Linked DNA regions of Mus musculus: regions 2, 3, 4, 5, 6 and 7 are each linked to region 1. A link is a contact called in public Hi-C, HiChIP or PLAC-seq and promoter capture Hi-C data. All regions are on one chromosome and are shown on one strand. Each heading gives the region's core, a stretch centred on a gene start, on an enhancer-like site or on the middle of the called end of the contact. The rest is flanking DNA. Distances are from core to core; before and after follow the strand shown. Region 1 holds the start of Pou3f1 (POU domain, class 3, transcription factor 1). Region 2 has its middle 94 kb from the start of Gm40242. Region 3 has its middle 66 kb from the start of Gm40242. Region 4 has its middle 27 kb from the start of Gm40242. Region 5 has its middle 4.7 kb from the start of Gm40242. Region 6 overlaps 1700021L23Rik (RIKEN cDNA 1700021L23 gene). Region 7 has its middle 7.6 kb from the start of Gm52719.

The links. Promoter capture Hi-C pulls out the DNA fragments that hold promoters and counts their contacts. Hi-C and Micro-C count contacts between places; a contact is called where the count stands out from the background. HiChIP or PLAC-seq counts read pairs in DNA pulled down with a chosen protein or histone mark.
Region 2: a contact with region 1 is called in an H3K4me3 HiChIP or PLAC-seq map of forebrain, with 9 times the contacts expected there. The contact joins the enhancer-like site here to the promoter of Pou3f1 in region 1. A contact is called at or near these places in 7 of 39 promoter capture datasets (the 3T3-L1 cell line, cranial neural crest, embryonic stem cells and 4 more), 14 of 115 datasets of contacts at active chromatin or transcription factors (craniofacial prominence, embryonic basal ganglia, embryonic forebrain and 8 more) and 2 of 9 other capture datasets (embryonic stem cells and liver).
Region 3: a contact with region 1 is called in a Hi-C map of cortical neurons. The contact joins the enhancer-like site here to the promoter of Pou3f1 in region 1. A contact is called at or near these places in 8 of 39 promoter capture datasets (the 3T3-L1 cell line, HPC-7-derived erythroid cells, cranial neural crest and 4 more), 9 of 484 Hi-C or Micro-C datasets (cerebral cortex, cortical neurons, embryonic stem cells and 3 more), 19 of 115 datasets of contacts at active chromatin or transcription factors (bone marrow-derived macrophages, craniofacial prominence, embryonic basal ganglia and 10 more) and 2 of 9 other capture datasets (adipose tissue and pancreatic islet).
Region 4: a contact with region 1 is called in an H3K4me3 HiChIP or PLAC-seq map of neural tube, with 8 times the contacts expected there. The contact joins the enhancer-like site here to the promoter of Pou3f1 in region 1. A contact is called at or near these places in 15 of 39 promoter capture datasets (the 3T3-L1 cell line, the C10 cell line, cranial neural crest and 8 more), 12 of 484 Hi-C or Micro-C datasets (B cells, ECoMG myeloid progenitors, the G1E-ER4 cell line and 8 more), 19 of 115 datasets of contacts at active chromatin or transcription factors (bone marrow-derived macrophages, craniofacial prominence, embryonic basal ganglia and 12 more) and 4 of 9 other capture datasets (adipose tissue, embryonic stem cells, liver and 1 more).
Region 5: an H3K4me3 HiChIP or PLAC-seq map of embryonic forebrain shows a contact between it and region 1, with 10 times the contacts expected there. The contact joins the enhancer-like site here to the promoter of Pou3f1 in region 1. A contact is called at or near these places in 5 of 39 promoter capture datasets (cranial neural crest, embryonic stem cells, frontonasal cranial neural crest and 2 more), 7 of 484 Hi-C or Micro-C datasets (cerebellum, embryonic stem cells and nephron progenitors), 19 of 115 datasets of contacts at active chromatin or transcription factors (astrocytes, bone marrow-derived macrophages, craniofacial prominence and 10 more) and 3 of 9 other capture datasets (embryonic stem cells, liver and pancreatic islet).
Region 6: a contact with region 1 is called in a promoter capture Hi-C map of hippocampal neurons, with 5 times the contacts expected there. The contact joins the enhancer-like site here to the promoter of Pou3f1 in region 1. A contact is called at or near these places in 9 of 39 promoter capture datasets (the 3T3-L1 cell line, cranial neural crest, embryonic stem cells and 5 more), 6 of 484 Hi-C or Micro-C datasets (cerebral cortex, cortical neurons, nephron progenitors and 1 more), 12 of 115 datasets of contacts at active chromatin or transcription factors (bone marrow-derived macrophages, craniofacial prominence, embryonic basal ganglia and 7 more) and 1 of 9 other capture datasets (adipose tissue).
Region 7: an H3K4me3 HiChIP or PLAC-seq map of embryonic basal ganglia shows a contact between it and region 1, with 2.8 times the contacts expected there. The contact joins the enhancer-like site here to the promoter of Pou3f1 in region 1. A contact is called at or near these places in 7 of 39 promoter capture datasets (the 3T3-L1 cell line, cranial neural crest, embryonic stem cells and 3 more), 8 of 484 Hi-C or Micro-C datasets (embryonic cerebral cortex, embryonic stem cells, ganglionic eminence and 2 more) and 13 of 115 datasets of contacts at active chromatin or transcription factors (bone marrow-derived macrophages, embryonic basal ganglia, embryonic forebrain and 8 more).

What each region holds. Positions count from the first base shown.
Region 1 is chr4:124,656,389-124,658,906 of GRCm38.p6, reverse strand. It overlaps Pou3f1 (POU domain, class 3, transcription factor 1), which reads right to left and starts at 1,261. Exons shown (of 1, transcript NM_011141.2): 1 at 1-1,261. The coding sequence starts at 1,200. It overlaps Gm2164 (predicted gene 2164), which reads left to right and starts at 1,420. Exons shown (of 11, transcript NR_168006.1): 1 at 1,420-2,067.
Region 2 is chr4:124,177,560-124,180,077 of GRCm38.p6, reverse strand. No RefSeq gene overlaps it. Among named protein-coding and RNA genes, the nearest start is that of Gm40242, 94 kb to the left of the region's middle. Within about 2 kb of position 1,262, at least 19 of the 459 cell types and tissues checked have an H3K27ac peak or open chromatin away from gene starts, as enhancers often do. A contact at or near this core is called in craniofacial prominence and forebrain, where this site is marked.
Region 3 is chr4:124,205,499-124,208,016 of GRCm38.p6, reverse strand. No RefSeq gene overlaps it. Among named protein-coding and RNA genes, the nearest start is that of Gm40242, 66 kb to the left of the region's middle. Within about 2 kb of position 1,261, at least 4 of the 459 cell types and tissues checked have an H3K27ac peak or open chromatin away from gene starts, as enhancers often do. A contact at or near this core is called in cortical neurons, where this site is marked.
Region 4 is chr4:124,243,995-124,246,512 of GRCm38.p6, reverse strand. No RefSeq gene overlaps it. Among named protein-coding and RNA genes, the nearest start is that of Gm40242, 27 kb to the left of the region's middle. Within about 2 kb of position 1,257, at least 2 of the 459 cell types and tissues checked have an H3K27ac peak or open chromatin away from gene starts, as enhancers often do.
Region 5 is chr4:124,275,808-124,278,325 of GRCm38.p6, reverse strand. No RefSeq gene overlaps it. Among named protein-coding and RNA genes, the nearest start is that of Gm40242, 4.7 kb to the right of the region's middle. Within about 2 kb of position 1,260, at least 51 of the 459 cell types and tissues checked have an H3K27ac peak or open chromatin away from gene starts, as enhancers often do. A contact at or near this core is called in astrocytes, cerebellum, embryonic forebrain and 4 more, where this site is marked.
Region 6 is chr4:124,301,868-124,304,385 of GRCm38.p6, reverse strand. It overlaps 1700021L23Rik (RIKEN cDNA 1700021L23 gene), which reads left to right. Exons shown (of 5, transcript NR_166446.1): 5 at 957-1,551. Among named protein-coding and RNA genes, the nearest start is that of Gm12916, 3.2 kb to the right of the region's middle. Within about 2 kb of position 1,260, at least 9 of the 459 cell types and tissues checked have an H3K27ac peak or open chromatin away from gene starts, as enhancers often do. A contact at or near this core is called in hippocampal neurons, where this site is marked.
Region 7 is chr4:124,359,433-124,361,950 of GRCm38.p6, reverse strand. No RefSeq gene overlaps it. Among named protein-coding and RNA genes, the nearest start is that of Gm52719, 7.6 kb to the right of the region's middle. Within about 2 kb of position 1,255, at least 8 of the 459 cell types and tissues checked have an H3K27ac peak or open chromatin away from gene starts, as enhancers often do. A contact at or near this core is called in embryonic basal ganglia, where this site is marked.

The DNA.
Region 1 (2,518 bases), core at 12-2,511:
GCCGGCCGCGGGGGTCATGCGCTTCTCCTTCTGCCGCCGGTTGCAGAACCAGACACGCACCACCTCCTTCTCCAGTTGCAGGCTGTCGGCCAGGCCGGTGATCTCGTGCGCAGACGGCTTGGGACACTTGAGAAAGTGGCTCTCGAGCGCGCCTTTGACACCCACCTCGATGGACGTGCGCTTCTTGCGCTTGCGGCCCTGCGCCGCGATCTTGTCCAGGTTGGTGGGGCTGCCGCTGGACGAGTCGGTCTCCTCCAGCCACTTGTTGAGCAGCGGCTTGAGCTTGCACATGTTCTTGAAGCTCAGCTGCAGGGCCTCGAAACGGCAGATGGTGGTCTGCGAGAACACGTTACCGTAGAGGGTGCCCAGCGCCAGTCCCACGTCGGCCTGGGTGAAGCCCAGCTTGATGCGTCGTTGCTTGAACTGCTTGGCGAACTGCTCCAGGTCGTCGGAGCTGGGAGCATCCTCGTCCGAGTGCTCGCCCACCGACGAGCCACCACCGCCCGCGCCCGGGTGCAGGTGCGCCGCCGCCGCGTGCAGGCCGCCCGCGTGTGCATGTCCGTGTGCGTGTCCGTGTGCGCCCAGGTGCGGTGGTGGCGACGGCTCCAGCTGTGCCTCGTGGCCGTCCTCGTGCAGTGCGTGGTGCAGGCCGGGTCCCGCGCCGCCGCCTCCCGCCGCCAGCATCCCGGCCAGGCCGCCGCCGCCGCCACCGGGGTAGGCCGCCTGAGCGTACAGCCCGAGCGGCTGGGGCTGGTGACCCCCGCCGGCCCCGGGCGACGGCGACATGGCGGGGCCCAAGTGGTGCGCTGTGCCGCCTTGTGCCCATGCCGCGCCCGCGTGGGCCGCCCCTTGGTGCACCAGGCGGGCGTGGAAACCGCCGCCACCGCCGCCGTCGTCAGCTCGGCCGGTACCGCCACCGCCTGCCTTGCCGTGTTCCAGGTGCGGGCCGCCCGCCCAGTCGCCGCCGCCGCCTCCTCCCGTGGGTAGCCATTGAGGGTGCGCTAGGCCCACGGGGTGGCCCGCGCCCGCGCCCAGCCACTCGTGGTGCATCAGCTTCTGCACTTCGCGGTACGCGGCCCCCGCGTGCAGCCGCTCGGCCGCCGCTGCCGCCGCCGCGGCGGCATCGGGATGCATGAGCGGCCCTGTGCCCCCAGCTCCGCCGCCGGGGCCCCGCGGCAGATACTGCGCGGTGGTGGCCATGCCGCCCCGCGCCCTGCGCCGCCCCGCCGCCGCCGCCGCCTCGCTCCGTCTGCGGGCCCCGCCGCCGCGCTCCGCCGGCTTAAAGCCCGGACCCGCTGGGCGCTCCGGAGCCCCACCCCGCCCGCCGCCCATTGGCTGCCCGCGGAGCCGCCTCCCGCCTCCCGGCCCCGGCCTCCTCCCCCCGTGCCCGCCCGCCGCCGGGGCCTGCAACCCGGAGCTCGCTATTGGGTCTCGCTCCCGGGGTCCCGCGCGCCGGCAGTGCTGATTGGCCGCTGGGGCTTCATTCATGACCCCCACCACCACCGCCCGCGTACACATTCACGCCCCGGGGGCGCGGCCGCCACGTGGGGAGTGGCGCGGGGGTGGCACTGGGACCGCACCCCCTCCGGTCCCGGCTGCGTGGGCCCCGCTCTCACCGCAGCGCGGGAGACTCGGAGCCCGGTCGGTCCCCACGTTCCACACAAGCTCAATTTCCGCCTGCATCCCACTGGGGCGGGCGGGGGATTGCGGGCTCCGGGAGGCGCTCGGGTTCCGAGCAGAGACTCAGCCCCGCACTCTTCCCTGCGCTGCGCCTCTGCCTGCGGGCCAGGATCCCGCGAGTCTGGGCTGCAGCGAGAGCGAAGCTGCGTGGCTTCCCGGCTCGGTACCGCGCGGCTGCTAACCTCCGGGGCCTCGCCTCCTGCGGCTGCCAGGTCGCATCGCGTTCTCCCAAGGTCTTGGTTTTCCCTCTACTCCCTCTAGACTCAGCGCCACAACTAGCTGGACCTCTGCAGTCCTGAAAGTGCAGCAGGCACGGACAGATTCGGATCGGCTTGGGCTTCACGCCTCTCGCCGGCTCGCCTTCCTTTCCCTGGGCACCGAGGCCAGGTGAGTACCGCGTGGGCAGTGCTGAGCCAGGACAGTGAGCCGCTGAGCCTGTACGCGGAGATGCAAGCTCCAGGAACCAGTTGGGCTCCAGGGTTCTGGAATGAGAGAACCTCGGGGTGGAGACTGGTTCCAGAGAAAGCGCCACCAGTGGGTGGGGAATGGACACTGGGCCCTGTCCTGCGCTGCTGTAGCCTTTTCGTGTTGTTTTCCTCCCAGCTGGAACCGGTGGTCTGTCGGCAGCGCTGGTTGTGCTGGGGTTATGCCGCCCGGAAACTTGCAGAATAGGATTTGTGGACTGACTTAGGGAAGGACAGTTGGGCACCTCGGAAATCCAATGTGCAGGCTGGCAGCTGGCAGCTGGCAGCTGTCTAGCCTCCCGTGGAGTCAACTCGGACTTGTCTGATAGGGAATTGAGTTCGAGGTGTCCTTGTTGGAGAAGTGGACAGTGGGA
Region 2 (2,518 bases), core at 13-2,512, 480 kb after region 1:
GATAAAAGTAACATTAGAATGTATTGTGCTAAAGCAAACACATGCACGAAGTATTTCAGAACCCTGCTAGAGTTCTAGTCTGCAGAGCAGAAACACTCTGCAGGTCTGGGGTGATGGTGAAGTTGGTAAGGCACTAGTCTTGAAACCACAAGGCTCCCCAGAGTTTGAGGCTCACCAGAACCCTGCCAAGCCTGGTGTTGAGGCTTGTAACACCAGCACTGAGGGCAGTTAAGGTCCTCTGGAGAGCCGATCTAACCTAAATGGTGGGTTCCAGGTCAGTGGGAAACCCTATCTCAAAGGAGGTGAACACCATTCCTGACGATGGCTCCTGAGGCTGTCCACTGGCCTCCACATGCACACATTTACACCCACATACGTGTGTGTGCATGCACATGCATATGTCCCGGTGTCTCCACGGGGACATTGCAGAGGGGGATTGGCATGGTGAGCCTGCCAGAGTGTTGCCGTGCCTTGTCTGCTAACACAAACTCCAGCCTCTCATGGGACCTCATCTTCATGATGGACTCGGCCACATGTCACCTGGTACAGGGCATCTCAGGCACCTGTGTTTCCTGGTGCCTTTCCACTGATCTCCAGTCCAAGAGTCCCAGAAATCCCAGGGGCGGTCAGACTGCTGGGACAGTGAATGGAGAAGGAGACCTTAGCATTTTTGGCCCCTGGGGTACACTTTGGCTCAGAGGATCGAGAAGGAGGCTCACAGTCAGCTTTGGCATAGAGGTGCAGCCCACTGACTGGGAGTAGGAAGCCTTAGTGGATGTTGCTTTGGTTATCCCAAATCCCAGAGCATAATAGTGACTGGGGCTAGATAAGAGCTGAGGACACTTCTCAATCCTCCTAGGTCCTCAAGAACCCTTGAAGTGACTTGAAGGACCAGGCCTAGCTACCAAGGAGACAGAAAACGCAGGGATGTGAGGGGCAGCTGGGACTGGTAACAGAGGGTGTGGGGAGATTAGCAGGGGAAAAAATGGAGGCAGCTAGGAATGGACAGGACAGGGAGGGGTGTTGCAAAGACGGAAGAGAGACCTGAAAATAGACAGAAACTGGCAAGACCTGACGGGCCCAGAGTGGTGTATGGGAAAAATGTATGGAAAGCGCTGATGCAAAGAATCTAGCTGGGTGAGTAAGATGGAGGGGGCGCGGGGACCCGGGCGCCTGGCGAGTCTGGGCCGCTGCTACTCAAACACAGGCGCGGGCGCCCTTTGGAGAAGTCGGCGCTCAGCGGAAACGCTAACTCCGCGGGCAAGAGCAAATGTAAAGAGCCCTGAGAGCACTTTGTGCAAATATCAGGCCGGGAAGTGCTGCGCCCGCGGAGCTGCCGGGCACCTCGGCGCCCCCGCGCCCTCGGCTGCGCGCTAATTCACTTTGCCGTCACCTCCCCGGGCGGGGGGCGGCGGGGCGCGGGCAGACGAAGCGTTCTAAGGGCGCGGGGCAGCTCGCGGGGCTCTGGGGCCGCGGCCCTGCCTAATGGAGCAAAAGACAGATCAGCAGAAGCCGGGCAGGTGCAGCGGGAGGGCGAGCATCGCCAGCGGTAAAGTCAGAGCCAGAGCTGCAGGGAGGACTGACTGTGTCGGGGGTCCTGTCCTTGAATTTGGGGGCTCCCACCTGTAGGTGGTCAAACTCTCTCAGCAAGACCTCCTGAGCCTCTGAGAGAAAAGGATGAGATGGAAAGGGATGCTGGAGAGGAACGAGGTTCCTAAATGCTCAAGGGCAGTTAACCATTTACCACTGTATAAGTGTCTGATGTGTAAATGCAATAATGCTTTTAACAAAAGCCCACCTTACAGATGAAACGGTTAAAGCACAGAGAGAGCCAGTCACCCATTCAGGGTTGCACAGACAGTAGCTCGCTGGTGAACAGTCTCAATCTGGCCTCAGAATTTACTCTCGAGCCCCTGACAGGGATCTGTTTTATGGATGCATTCATTTTTCTTGGGAGGGAAAGGAGGCTCAAAACTCTGGAACTGTGAGCCAGGTAGTGAAGCCTCAAGACACTAAGGGGTCGGCTCAGAAAACACGAGTGTGGGTGGATTCGCGGGACTCCAGTTCAATGTCGTGTTCACCACTAAGATGTTGAGAAATGGATTCAGCCTATGGTCGCGGGCCTATCAATCAACCTCACAGGGTTATTGTAAAGATTTGGTTAGAAAGCGTGCATGAGGAGCCTGGCCCGATATCAGCCTTGGTGAATTTATTTGATTGATATTTACCAAGAGTGGGCTCGATGCTCTTGCAGGAAACAGGGGTTAGTTCCCAACACCCAGGTCTCATGACTCATAACTGCCTGGAACTCCATTCCCTGTGGAACCAATGCCCTCTTCTGGCCTCTGAGGACACCTGTATATACCACTACCATCCCCGCCCCACCCAACACAAATGAAAGTAAAATAAACCTTACAGAAATAGCTGTACTGGGGCTGGAGATGTAGCTCAGTTGGAGAGTGCTTGCTTAGCATACAGGAAACCTTAAGTTCATTCACCAATCTCAGTATAAACTGGG
Region 3 (2,518 bases), core at 12-2,511, 450 kb after region 1:
GGACAGTACTCTGAGATGGTGTGGAAAGGGTTGGTCATCCCTCTCCCTGTCCAGACTCTGCCTCTGGGAAGAACTCATGAAGAACTAACAGTTGACGGATTCCAACCTGGTTAATGACAAGATGAATCTTAGTGGTGAAGAATGAGTGTGTCCTGTATCTGAGGCTTAACGAGTTTCAAGAGTTCCAGTGACTTGTCATACAGCATGAAGCATGATGATGAGAGCCGGGGGACAGGCTGGGACTGGATTCAGGAAGAGTCCCTCGAGGTTCTTGCAGAGCATCTGGAGTTTGTGCTTGTGCCATGGGAGGGCTGTGAGCCGAGAAGTGGACACAACTGTGTAAAGACTTCCTCCAGCTACTGGGTAGAGAATAGGCCTTGGAAATACAAGGCAGGAAGCAGTGATATGATCTAAGGAGCTGCTACTGTGGCCTAGGACAAGACGGTGACAACCGGGGAGCACCTACGACACAGTTGAGGAGGAGAATACGTCTGGGTATAATGTGTGTCGGCCATTAAATACGCTCATTGGTGTGGGAATGGAAAGCAAAGAAGAATCCAGACTATCCCATGGCTTTGCAGGGTGAGCACACCGATGTGGTTACTGACTGAGAAATAGTGACCGTGTATATGTGAATACTCGGGGCAGCACAGGGCAGGGTATGCTTTGCTAGAGATCAAGTTTTGCTTTGAGCATCGAAGCCTTCAGATGTCTACAAAGCCCTCAAGAAGAAACTGAAGTGGAGCAGGTACGTGTGCCGGTAAGAGCACAGAATAGGGCTAGAGAGCATGTTTTGACATCATTAGCATATAGATGCTATTCCAGAGCAAGGCCTGCACTGAGGTTACCTAAGGAAAGAGCCACAGTGGAAGAAGTCCAAACACTGATCCTCAAGGGGTTCTGTGGATCAAGGATCCACAGCCCTATAGATCAAGGGCAGTCTTCAGTCTTGACTTCGGCCTTGGCCCTTACAGGCCGCACGCCCGGCAGGATAAACTGCGGGGAAGAACTGAACCTCCAAGACCATTTTGAAACTAATTTGAATACTGTATGTACATAATTAAAAACAGTTGGCCCCAAAGATTAATAACTCCTTCTACATCTTCCTTTGACAGGCGCTGTGATTTGCCGGGTGGGGCGGGCGGGGCGGGTTCGTTCTGAGTTGTTTAACACCTTCACGTTGCTTTAAGCAAAGTGTGGGGCGGCGACAGAAAATGCCACATTGCAGATGCCTGACTCAGGGACGGGACTCTGACTTCACGCCTCCGATCGAGGCAGAGACTCACTTCTGACGGAGGAAAAGTATTATAAAAATATATATGTAACACATATTCTATTCCTGATTTAGGTCTATAATCTTATGAGCCAGACTGTAATGAATAAAGTTATAATTAGCTGTAGATGAAGAACACGCAGCCGTGTTTTCTAGGGTGCACTTTAGGGCTCCGGTCCAATCTGCACATTTACAAGCTGTGCTATTCTCATCGACTTCCACAGACTCCACTCAGAGACAGAAGAAGCTGCATTATTGATTATAGAGTGTGCATCTCGCTTATCTCTCTACTACACCCTGTGGGGTGTGCAAACACAAGAGGAAGGAACAGCCAGGAAACCAGGAAAACACAACCCCATCCTCACGAAATCTTCCCCCAAATAGCAGCGTGGATGCTTGATCTAGGCCAGAAAACCTCTGGCATATCACCCCCACCACTACCCGCTACCTACACGATTTATAAGTTTGAGCGGATTAGATAGAGATGACCTTGAACTGCTGCCACGTGTGCCGAGAGACCCTAGGCAAGTCATTTCCTCTCTCTGGACCCCGGCTTTCCATCTGTGAAATGAAGCGTGGACCTGATTGTCTTCAAGGGCTTTAACATGTGTTCTAGCCGATGAAACCCAGAGCATGTCACCAGGCAATGTCCTGAAGGACCAAGACCCTTGCTGTCTAAGATCCTGGCCCCTACATACTTCTTCTATATGTTTGATGTAGTCTATAATAGCGTGTGCTGAAGGTTTAATAACTGGCTCCTCCATGTAAAAGCTCTAGTTTGTAGTGTCTACCAATTCCTGCAGTGTAAATGCTACTGCTATGGTGGGTCACAGTACCAGCATGGTGTCACTGAAGACAGAGCTGAGAGGAAAGAGAACATTACCATTTCTGCTAACCAGTCAGCTTTCCAGCCATGTTGGGAGTAACTGCTCAGTTTTCTCCACTGCTCTGGACACATACTAGGTAGGGGCCAACGCTACTGAAGGTGCTAAGGATACTGGCCTTTGGGCCCTTTTCTGGCAAGCAAACGACTACCTTCTCACTATATCTCACGCGCGCACACACACACACACACACACACACACATACACACACACACACACAGAGAGAGAGAGAGAGAGAGAGAGAGAGAGAGAGAGAGAGAGAGAGAGAGAGAGAGTAGGGGAGAAAACACATACATTGGAGTCTCTTTCTTATAGGATGTCAGTTCTATGAAATCAAAATCCCGTTATGACCTGTTAGGCT
Region 4 (2,518 bases), core at 8-2,507, 410 kb after region 1:
CTTCCTGTGCTCTTTCGGTTTTTTATTCTTGACAGTTTTATACAGGTATGTATGTAATGTCTTGTGACCACAGTTCCCCTGCCCCATTGCTCTTCCATGCTCTTCCACTCCTGATCCTCTTCTTTCATACTGGTCCCTCTCCAACGTCTATGTCTCTTTTCTCTTCTGCTCTAGTGCTAACGCTCAGTTGCTGTGTGTGTTCATGAGTGCAATGGGAATATCATATTCACAACAGAGCATTTCATAGCACTCCATCCTCTGGTTCTTTCTGCCCCTCTTCCACTATGCTCCCTGGAGGTGGCATAAATATCTTGTTTAGGGCTAAGAACTCAACAGTCATGTCGTCTTAGCATTTTGGTCATTTGTGTGTGTGTGTGTGTGTGTGTGTGTGTGTGTCACTTGCTGCAAAAAGAAGTTTCTATGAGCAATATTGGACACAGTGCTAATCTGTGGGTATGGACACAAATATTTGGAAGCCAGTTTGACTACACATCTATTTAGAAAAACATCAATAGTAGTTACTCTTTCAGGTCTGTGACCTCCCCAGCCATAGCCTCCTGACCAGGTTTACAGTACTAGGCTGTAGGGAGTGGTTCCGATGTTCTGATTGGGAATGTACGCTGAAGGTCCTGTTCACCAATTGGCTCTTGAACAATCAATAAAGATGCTAGCAGCTAATGGCTTGGCAAAAGAGGCAGGACTTCCAGTTTCCCCGCAGGCAGGCTAGCAGAGCAGGAGAAAAGATTCACCATGCTTCAGAGGAAGAGTCACCAGCCACGTGAGAGGTCAGGCAGAGTAGCCATTGACAGAGCCTACACTCTACCCTAGGCACGTGTTCCTGTCTGTGGAACAGGCAGGCCTATAATCAAATCAGAAAGTGGTTGGTTACCCCACCTGCACCTCCAACAGTCAGCCACTATTGCACACGTGGGTATAACTTGCTTGGCAGGTCAGTATTGCAGTACATAGGGTCTGCAGATGGATAAGATCACTGGTGGACTTTCTCCCCCAACAGACCACATAGCATCTTCCAGCATTATAAACACTAGCTGGCATCCTCCTTGTATTCTTGTCATTGGCTTAGGGTATACCAAGAAAAAAACCAAGATGATTTCATGTCAAGATCCTTAATTACAACTTCAGAGTCCATCCTGTTCCCCCCCACCCCTTTCCATTAAGGTCACATTCAGATATCGGATGTTGATATATGTGGAGGAAAAGTGCCATTTACCATTCCAGAAGTTTGGCCGGCAAGTCCCCACTGTCTGAGAGTTCTGTTCACGGATGCCTGCCTACTCCAATGCTACACCTGGACTGAGAGCAACAGAGGCACAGGCAAAGCCACTCCGCTTTACTGCTCTGCATTCTGGGAGCTTCCCTTTGTCCATCTGTGTCCAACCTTTTACAATAAGGATTTAATTATAGAAAGCTAAGTTTTCCCTTGCAGCCACAAGATCCCTGGCTGTTTCCACACCAAACTATACAAGCCACATGGCTCTGTACACATTCCAAACGTTTCCAGAAACCACAAGGAGGTAAGTATCTTTATTTCTTCCAGAGCCTGTCTCACCCAGAAGGGCAGATGAGGGTCTCATTATTTGTATGGATGAGAAAGATACATAATTCTAGAAATATTAATTCAAGCCAAAGCTTCATGCTTTTCTTTTTTATGTACAAATTATGCAACATAATTGTTTTACAATGATTAATATTATTTCTGGGCCCTAACAAACACCATTTACAATGCAAATCTCCTCAGGGCTCCAGGAAGGTACTGTAATCAGGGCGAGTGTGATGGCTGCCAGGATGGAGGAGGCTGTGACAGAACCAGTGTGAACCGGTCCTCAGGCGTGAGCTTGAACCCTTCCCAGAAAGCCCAGGAATCTCCGTGGCTTATCCACAACATCCAGCGAGGCTTTCGGAGGTCTCTCAGGACCAGTTGAGCGTGTGTCTCTGAGTTCAATGGCAGTGTCATCAACTTCCACTCTCTTTCCAGAGGCTTCTCTTCAAAGTCACGTGCTTTCGCTCCTAACCAAGAGAAAGGCACATGACTAGGTGGTGGGAAGATGGGAAATCGGAAAATAACAACATGGGAAAATGTGTCAAAAGTACCCATCTGTTCTAATCCATCCCATCATTAATAACAGCACCTCCCCCTACCCAGAGAAGCAAAGCAGGGGCTTCCCGCTGGGCTGTACCCTCCCCCCATTTCTGGGTGTCATCTCCACCAGTCACTCCTGCCATCGATCCGTGCTTTGCTGTCCTTGGATCCCACAGACGTGTGATTAGCACACACTTTGCACTGCACACACACTTCCCGTCCCTCCTACTTCTCACCAGTCAGAAGCCCTCCATGCTCTGCCACCAACTTGTCCTTGTGGCTGCTCTAGCTCACTTGGCTTCCCGCAGGGGCTCCTGGGGCCGCACGCAGGGGCTCCTGGGGCGGCACGCAGAGGCTCCTGGGGCCGCACGCACGCACACAGGAGGAATCACCCCACTCTGCAAACGCATGAAAGGT
Region 5 (2,518 bases), core at 11-2,510, 380 kb after region 1:
CAGAAATAATGGATGAGAAAGGGGTCCCAGTGGTCCACCAGTTCCAAGACCCCACGGTGGGCTCCTCTCTTCCTCCCTTTCTCCTGACATTTCGCTACCAAGGATCCCCCACGGCTGTAGGCTCCTGTGTTTTCGTATTTCTCACTGCGGCTGGGCTCTTTCTGAGTCCTCCCTCCCCACCCCAGGTTTGTCTCTGTGGATCCTACAGAGCTGATCCTTGGCAAGGCTGTCAACGCTCCCCGGCACAATATTAGCAATTTAAATGCCTCTTTGCCAGGCCTGATGGAGCTGATTCGGTTGTGATCCTGGGCATATGGATGGCATATTTGCCGCGAGCTAGGTGAGACGCGTCCCAGAAGGACCGCCGCCAGCCCCCCCGCAGCCGCTTCCCCACCCGCTCGCTCCCGGCGGCCGGAGCCAGCGGTCCCTGCTGCCCACTTTGTCTCCACCGGGGGCCCCCGCTGCTGGGGGACAAATCTTTCATTCATGAACGGGAGCTTGTTAGGCCAACTCCGGACTCTAAAGCCACTTAATTAAATTGTGGAAAGTTGCTTGGCCCCGGTGGGAAATTTGCACACAAAGGCACCGGGGTCGGGGCGCTCCCTCCAGCCGGGAGCCACACAACAAAAACGGGCTACACCGCGCGCTCGCGGCCCCCAGCTCTGCACCCCGGCTCCCCTGCCTCCCCCCGCCCCCCGCCACTGCTACGCCTGCAAAAGCGGAGCCCCTCATTACAGGGCGTTTGTTAGGGCATGTTTTCCCAGCGATTCACTGACGGGCCTTTCTTTCCTTCCTCGGCAATCAAGGGCGGCAAGTGGAGGCTGAGAGTCCTCCATGGCCTGATTGCTGAATTTCCAAAGGGAAGAGTGTAAACAGGTACATTGAAAAAGGCTCTTTTGAACAATTATGTAAACATTCCAAACACTATTTGAAAACTTTCACAGTGGAACCGTCACGTGGGGCATTCTTGTTTAATTGTGCGGGGACAATGCTTGCTGGCTGGCTACCCCAGCTGTCTGCAAGACCCTGCGAGGAGACCGCCATGGGTGTTCCGGCTCCCCTGGCCTTACAGAAGCCTGCCCTCGGAGCAGAGGCCCGTCCTCTTTCTTCTGCCCGGGTTTCTTCGGGATCTAGTCCAGTGTTCTGCCCATGGGGTGGGCTGGAAATTCTCGACGCAAGTTGCCTGTAGATGCTCAGTGAAAACTTCTATGCAGAGCAGGCTTTTCTTCAAAGCATTAAAGATACCAAGCAACATTGTTGGCAAGATTCCCCTCCCCATGGGAACGCCCCTGGCTCAACGTTCCCGCCTCTCCTATTCTGTCTCTAGTTTGCTCTCTCTTCTGCCTTTGTTTCCATGTGGCTTGGAGTCTCATGATTCGTTAACTGATTATGTTGCTGGAAGTTGGAAGAATTTAAGTGCCACACGCATATTGCTTCATCTCTTACTTTCTGGGGACACCAGGGTTGCGGCGGCTTCTCATGCATACTTTTTAATCATTTTATATCCAGTCTCCCAGCGTTTGGGATCCATCCAGCCCACAGCTACTGTGTCTCCAGCTTTGCAGGGAATGCCTGGGCGAGCACTGTCAATCTGGAGACTGGGGCACAGCTTGTTCAGTTTTTGTTTCCTAAAGTCTAGTTCTTAAATGCTAGGGAGTAAAGGGATGGGAGTGGCGGGGGGGGGGGTCCTAAATGTTTAACGAGAAGGCATATTACACATATGAGGATCATGGAGACATAGAAGATGTTTATAACAATAAAGTTTTTTAAAAAAGGAAAGGAAGAAAGAAAAAGAAAAAAAAATCAAGCCATAAAATTCTATCTTCACTGTAGCAGCCAGACCAAGAAACACCCAAATTTGCCAAAGGATGGGAAAGGACCAAGTAGGGCCGGGCGTGGGTGGTGGCATATGCCTTTAATCCTAGCACTTGGGAGGCAGAGGCAGGCTGATTTCTGAGTTCGAGGCCAGCCTGGTCTACAGAGTGAGTTCCAGGACAGCCAGGGCTACACAGAGAAACCCTGTCTTGAAAAAAAAGAAAGAGAGAAAGAAAGAAAGAAAGAAAGAAAGAAAGAAAGAAAGAAAGAAAGAAAGAAAGAAAGGAAGGAAGGAAGGAAGGAAGGAAGGAAGGAAGGAAGGAAGGAAGGAAGAAAGGAAGGAAGAAAGGACCAAAAGGACCAAGTAGAAATGAAAACACTTTTTCCGGAGAATGGGAGTCTTTAATGTCCATGTATTGCCTTGTCAAGGCAAGGTTTAAAAATACTGGAAAACGCCTCTGTGCACAGGTGGTTAGATATAAAAGCCACCCCAATAGCCTGCAGAGAGTCATCCACCCCGGCCCGCAGCACCGACTATCCATGCACAGGATTGGGACCAGAGCTTCCGAGCAAATTCCTCCAGTGTAAAGAGAAGTCGAGGCTTATCTGTGTGTGGAGTCCCTAGGAGGCAAGCACAGAACCACAACTACAAGATGAGTCAGAAATGAGGTCGACAGAAAGAGCCATGCTCAATAGGGTCATT
Region 6 (2,518 bases), core at 11-2,510, 350 kb after region 1:
AGGTTGTAAGTCCAAAATCAAGAGGCCAGCAGGGCTGCGCTTCATCAGAAGGTCTGGGAGGAGACACTTCCGTTGCCTCCTAGCTCATGTTGGCTGCTGCTGTCCCTGGATCTCTGACTATAACCGTATTCCTCTATATTCCGTCTCTATCTTCACACGACCCTCTTCCATCTTTGTGAGCTCTGAGTATTGTTGTGTCTTTTCTTGTATTGAGTTTGGTACTCACTCAGATCATTTTAAAGAGATCACATCCCCAGAGACCCCACTCAGGGGCTGGAGGGTTGGCTTAGCAGGCAAGAGCATTGCTCTTGCAGAGAAGCTGAGTTTGATTTCATTAGTCTGTCCATCGGGTGCCTTACAACCATCTGTAACTCCAGCATCCTCTTCTTGATTCTGCAGCCACCTGTAGGCACGCAAACCCACAGATACACATAATAAAACCAAATCCCAAATGTAAAAGCAAAGCCCCCTAGTTCCACATAAGTCACATAAGTCCAAGACATCTTTTTGTGGGGACAATCAGTCCATCTCCTCTGGCCATTAACAGTGTAGTAGAGCGCTATGAGCAACTGCCTTAAAAGTCCATCTAGCTACAGCCACTGGGATGCTAAGCACTCAAGAGGGAGTCCTGGGTAAACCTCACTTTCGCACCCATAGGTTCCACTCACATCTCCCAACATCCCCACCATCTGCCATTGTCTCAGATGGTGTGATGGTGTTATTCCTTGTAACCAAGATGAGCCATTAATAAAACTGAGTTTTAGCTGGGCCGTGGTGGCACACGCCTTTTATCTCAGCACTTGGGAGGCAGAGGCAGGTGGATTTCTGAGTTCGAGGTCTACAAAGTGAGTTCCAGGACAGCCAGGGCTACACAGAGAAACCCTGTCTCGAAAAAGAAAAAATAAAAATAAAACTGAATTTCTTTATTTTTCTCCCATACATTTGCCTCGTTTTAGCATCAAGACTCCAAGATGCCCCAAAGTTCCTTTTGTGGAAAGCTGAACATTTCTCTCCTGTGCTGGCCCGGTATTATGATTTTTTTCTGAAACAGTCACTTCCTGTCACAAGGATAAGTCGACTGTTCCCAAGGCATCCCGGAGAAGCCTGAAGTAGAGTTGTTGGTGCATGCTGAAGAGGCCTTAAGTGAGGCCACAAAGAAATCTGACTAGGAACACAGCATTCTTTGAGCCAGCCTTGCAAAGGCTGCCTGCAGTGAGGCTGGCCCCACCTGAGTCATCTCTGAGTGGGAAGGACCGGAGCCAGCTGTCTCTTCAGGCTGGCGGGGTTTGTATTTCTCTGCCAAAGTCACACTTCAAGCAAGTGAAACAGTCCTGAGTTGTTAGCTGGGGTCAGAGTCACAGCGCCACTCAATAGACTTCCCTCTCCCCAGCTGTCCTCCTCTGTCCTCCGCTTCCCAGGCTTCACAGGGGCCGAGGCCCTGAGGGAAGGCACATTGCATTCTGACTGTGTGCAAGAAGAGTCTATGTTCTGACACGATCGCCTCCCAGAACTGCAATTCTATTCATTCTATTAAAAAAAAAATTCCACCTATTACTGTGTATATTCAATGTGTGTCTATTAGGATTAGCGTGTGGTGGGTGGATTTCCCCAGCTTAAAGATTCCTTCAATCTCTCTCTCTCTGGCCCCTCCCAGATCTCAGGAGGCCTTTGCAGCCTAAATGGAAACCCCCAAAGTACCCCCAACATTATGCGCCCCAGGCTTTGGTGCACATGTGGACAGGCACGAATATCACCCAGCCTTTACTCCTTCAGAAGGGAGACCCACAACAGACAACTGGGAGACTTAGAGGCAGGTGGTGGCGGTTGGGGTGGGGGGAGCTGGCATCCTTTCATGCCACCCGTGTACCTTTAGGTCTGCTAGCCCCTGCTTGTGCTCCCTGCATCTGCACCTCCCTAAAAGGTCTGATCCTGAGCTCAGGTAGTAGATCAATGCTTAGAACTTAGCACCAACACCTTCCTGTTAGCCAGACTTTGACCTTGATTCTCAGGATATTATCCTCTTTCTTCCTTTTTCCTTCCTTCCTTCCTTCCTTTCTTCCTTCCTTCCTTCCTTCCTTCCTTCCTTCCTTCCTTCCTTCCTTCCGCCTTTTCTTTCTTTCCTCCTTTCTTTCCTTCTCTTCTCTTCTCTTCTCTTCTCTTCTCTTCTCTTCTCTCTCTCTTTCTTTCTTTCCTTCTTTCTTCCCTCCTTTCTTTCTTTCTTTCTTTCTTTCTTTCTTTCTTTCTTTCTTTCTTTCTTTCTTTCTTCCTTCCTTCCTTCTTTTCTCTCTCTCCTTCCTTCCTTCCTTCCTTCCTTCCTTCCTTCCTTCCTTCCTTTCTCTCTCTCTTTCCTTTCTTTCTTTCTTTCTTTCTTTCTTTCTTTCTTTCTTTCTTTCTTTCTTTCTTTCTTTCTTTCTTTCTTTCTTTCTTTCTTTCTGAGTCAAAACTTTCATTGAACCTGGGACTCATTGATTTGGCTATCGTGTTTGGCCTGTAATCTTCCAGGTATCTGTCTGCCTCT
Region 7 (2,518 bases), core at 6-2,505, 300 kb after region 1:
TACATTTTCCTTTGGGGGCATCGCTGGGTTGTGTCGGATATGTAGAAGCACCATCTTCAATTTTGACTTATGTGGAACATTTTTTTAAATGAATATTTCAAGTTATTACTTTTGAGGAGTCTACATGTACCATTGTTAGAGGACATAGTTCGTTAACTCTCAGTCCTTTGCAGCTTATTGGGGTTTATGTTAAGGTCTGATATGTATCTCTTTGGGAGAAGAGTTGCATACTGTGGATGTCTGAGATAAGGCCCCATAGCTATGAATTAGGTAAAGCTGGCTGGTAGTGTTGCTCAGATTTCAGACTTTCTACATCCCTCTTGACTTATGAGAAGGTTGTGTTGAAGTCTCGTTATCAGAACCAATGTATGCCCTATGTATGCCCTACTTCTTGAGGATCTGCTAAAAGATATACCTGTAGTTAGGAGGGTGTGATATTTAAACGAGAGATGTTTGGTCCCTGGTTAGTGTCATTGTTCCAGAGACTGAGGAGGCCTTGCCTTCTTGAAGGCTATACATCACTGGAGGGGAGCTTTGAGAACTTAATGACTGGTCCATTTTGAGTTGGCTCTCTCTGTTTCTCCCCTGAGGTTCAAGATACGGGCACTGCCCATCTTGCTTGTTCTGACTCAGGGGGAAGCAGACCCCATCCTAGCTCTGCACAGTGGCTGTCCGCCAATTCCTGTGAGCTTCAGGTGCCAGTGGAGAGACAAATGACCAGCTCAGCCAGGCTGAAGAGGAGAATTTTGCTGCAAGACAGTGATGAGGCTCCAGGAAGCTGCAGTCCTTGCTGACAAGTTATTTTTGTGTGGGTGAAATGAGCCAATTCAAGCCAGATTATAAGTGGGGTATAGATTTTTTGGGGGGGGAATGGTTATTTGATAGCTCAGGCTGGCCTCTAACTCACCACAGTTTTCCCACTCAGCTTTCTCAGGCTAGTGCCCTAGGTATTACAGGTCTGAGCCGCCACAACCCATTGCTTCCATTAAAGAACATGCTACATTTTTCAAAATTAAAGGTATCTTTTTAGGAAAGGGTCACAAAGCAACGGGAGTGACAGACTGCAGCTTACATCCAACTTCAACCCCAGAGCCTGTGCTCAGCCCCAGGCTCGCTCCTCCGGTTCAGGCCTCTGTCATACAGTGAGAAAGCTGATGTTTAAAGAGGAGAAGGGATTTGTCCAGGGTCACAGAACTAGCAAGCAACTCACAGTAGCTCAGAACTCAGTTTATCTGACTACAAAGCCCTGTACTCTCAACGTGGCGCTGCCTCTGGTGGCTTCCCACCCTCTGACTGCCACTGTTCCTGCACCTTTGACTCCAAACAGAGACCCCTCCGTCACCAAATAATGTGATCAAATCAAACCTTCTTTCCATACAATTAGAAAACATAACAGGTTACAGCATTTAAAAAAAAAAAAAGCAAAAACCTCCAAAGCTGCTCAAAGCTAATTAATTTCTATTACTAGTGAGAGAGGACCCACTTAACATGTCTTTTCTTATTCAAATTACCATTGACGGCACCTGCTTTTTTATTCTTGGGAAATCCTGCTACAATGCGGGTAAATTATGTAAGACTGTAGAATTTATGAAGATAAGGCAATTAGCATCACAAAACCAAGTCCGGGTTACAATTTCTGGGGAATAGAAAGAAGTGTGGTGCTCCCTTAAATGGCCCAGGGAAGTCTCACAGACTGAGTTAATCCCGAGGTAGGCAGGAAAATTGAAGGCTAAACGGTGCCCGTGATGGTGGGGACTGAATTGTCTAGTTCTTTTGGTGACAGGGGCTGTCTGTGCCGAGAAGGCAGAAGCCTGGACATCTCCTGCTTCCCCTGGGAAGAAGAGGGGTGGATACAGGATTCCGGTGGCGGGGAGGAAGAGGAAGTTTTAAGGATTTTTGGTGTTTGGGGTCAAGCAGAGTCCTTCACCTCGGGGTGGGGGGTGGGGAGCACCCGGGATGGATTTTTAAAGTTTTCACTGTGGCTCAGCCACAGTGCAGCTGCTGCTCGACAGGTGCACACTTACAGTGCTTCTGTGAGATTTCAGGCTGCTGGAGGGCTCTTCAAGTCACAGTGAGCCTGGAGAGGGCCTGGAGATCCCTGCCAAGGGTCACAGAGCTCAGGAGGTGAAGGTAGGAGGGGTCGGAGTTCAAGGTCATCCTAAGGTTTGTTCACAGTGAGTTTGGTCCAGCCTGGGCTATCCAAGACCCCATCTGCATAGACCAAAATAAGTAAGTAAGTAAATAAATATACACAAATAATAAATTTAAATAATTCTTTTTATATAATTATGGTATATTTTATTAGATAATAAAAGTAAATAAATAAGTAAGTAAACAAACAAACAAAAGATCCAATGGCACCCTTGAACTAGGAACACTTGATTGAATAGCTAGAGATGCTGTAGCTATGGGGTTTTCTTCTGAGAGTGTGTGCAAAACTTAAGGTGTGGATTATGTCTACTTGCATGTCTGGGTGTACAAGTTCTATTAAATGCTGAGCAAGTTTTAGGCCACTTCC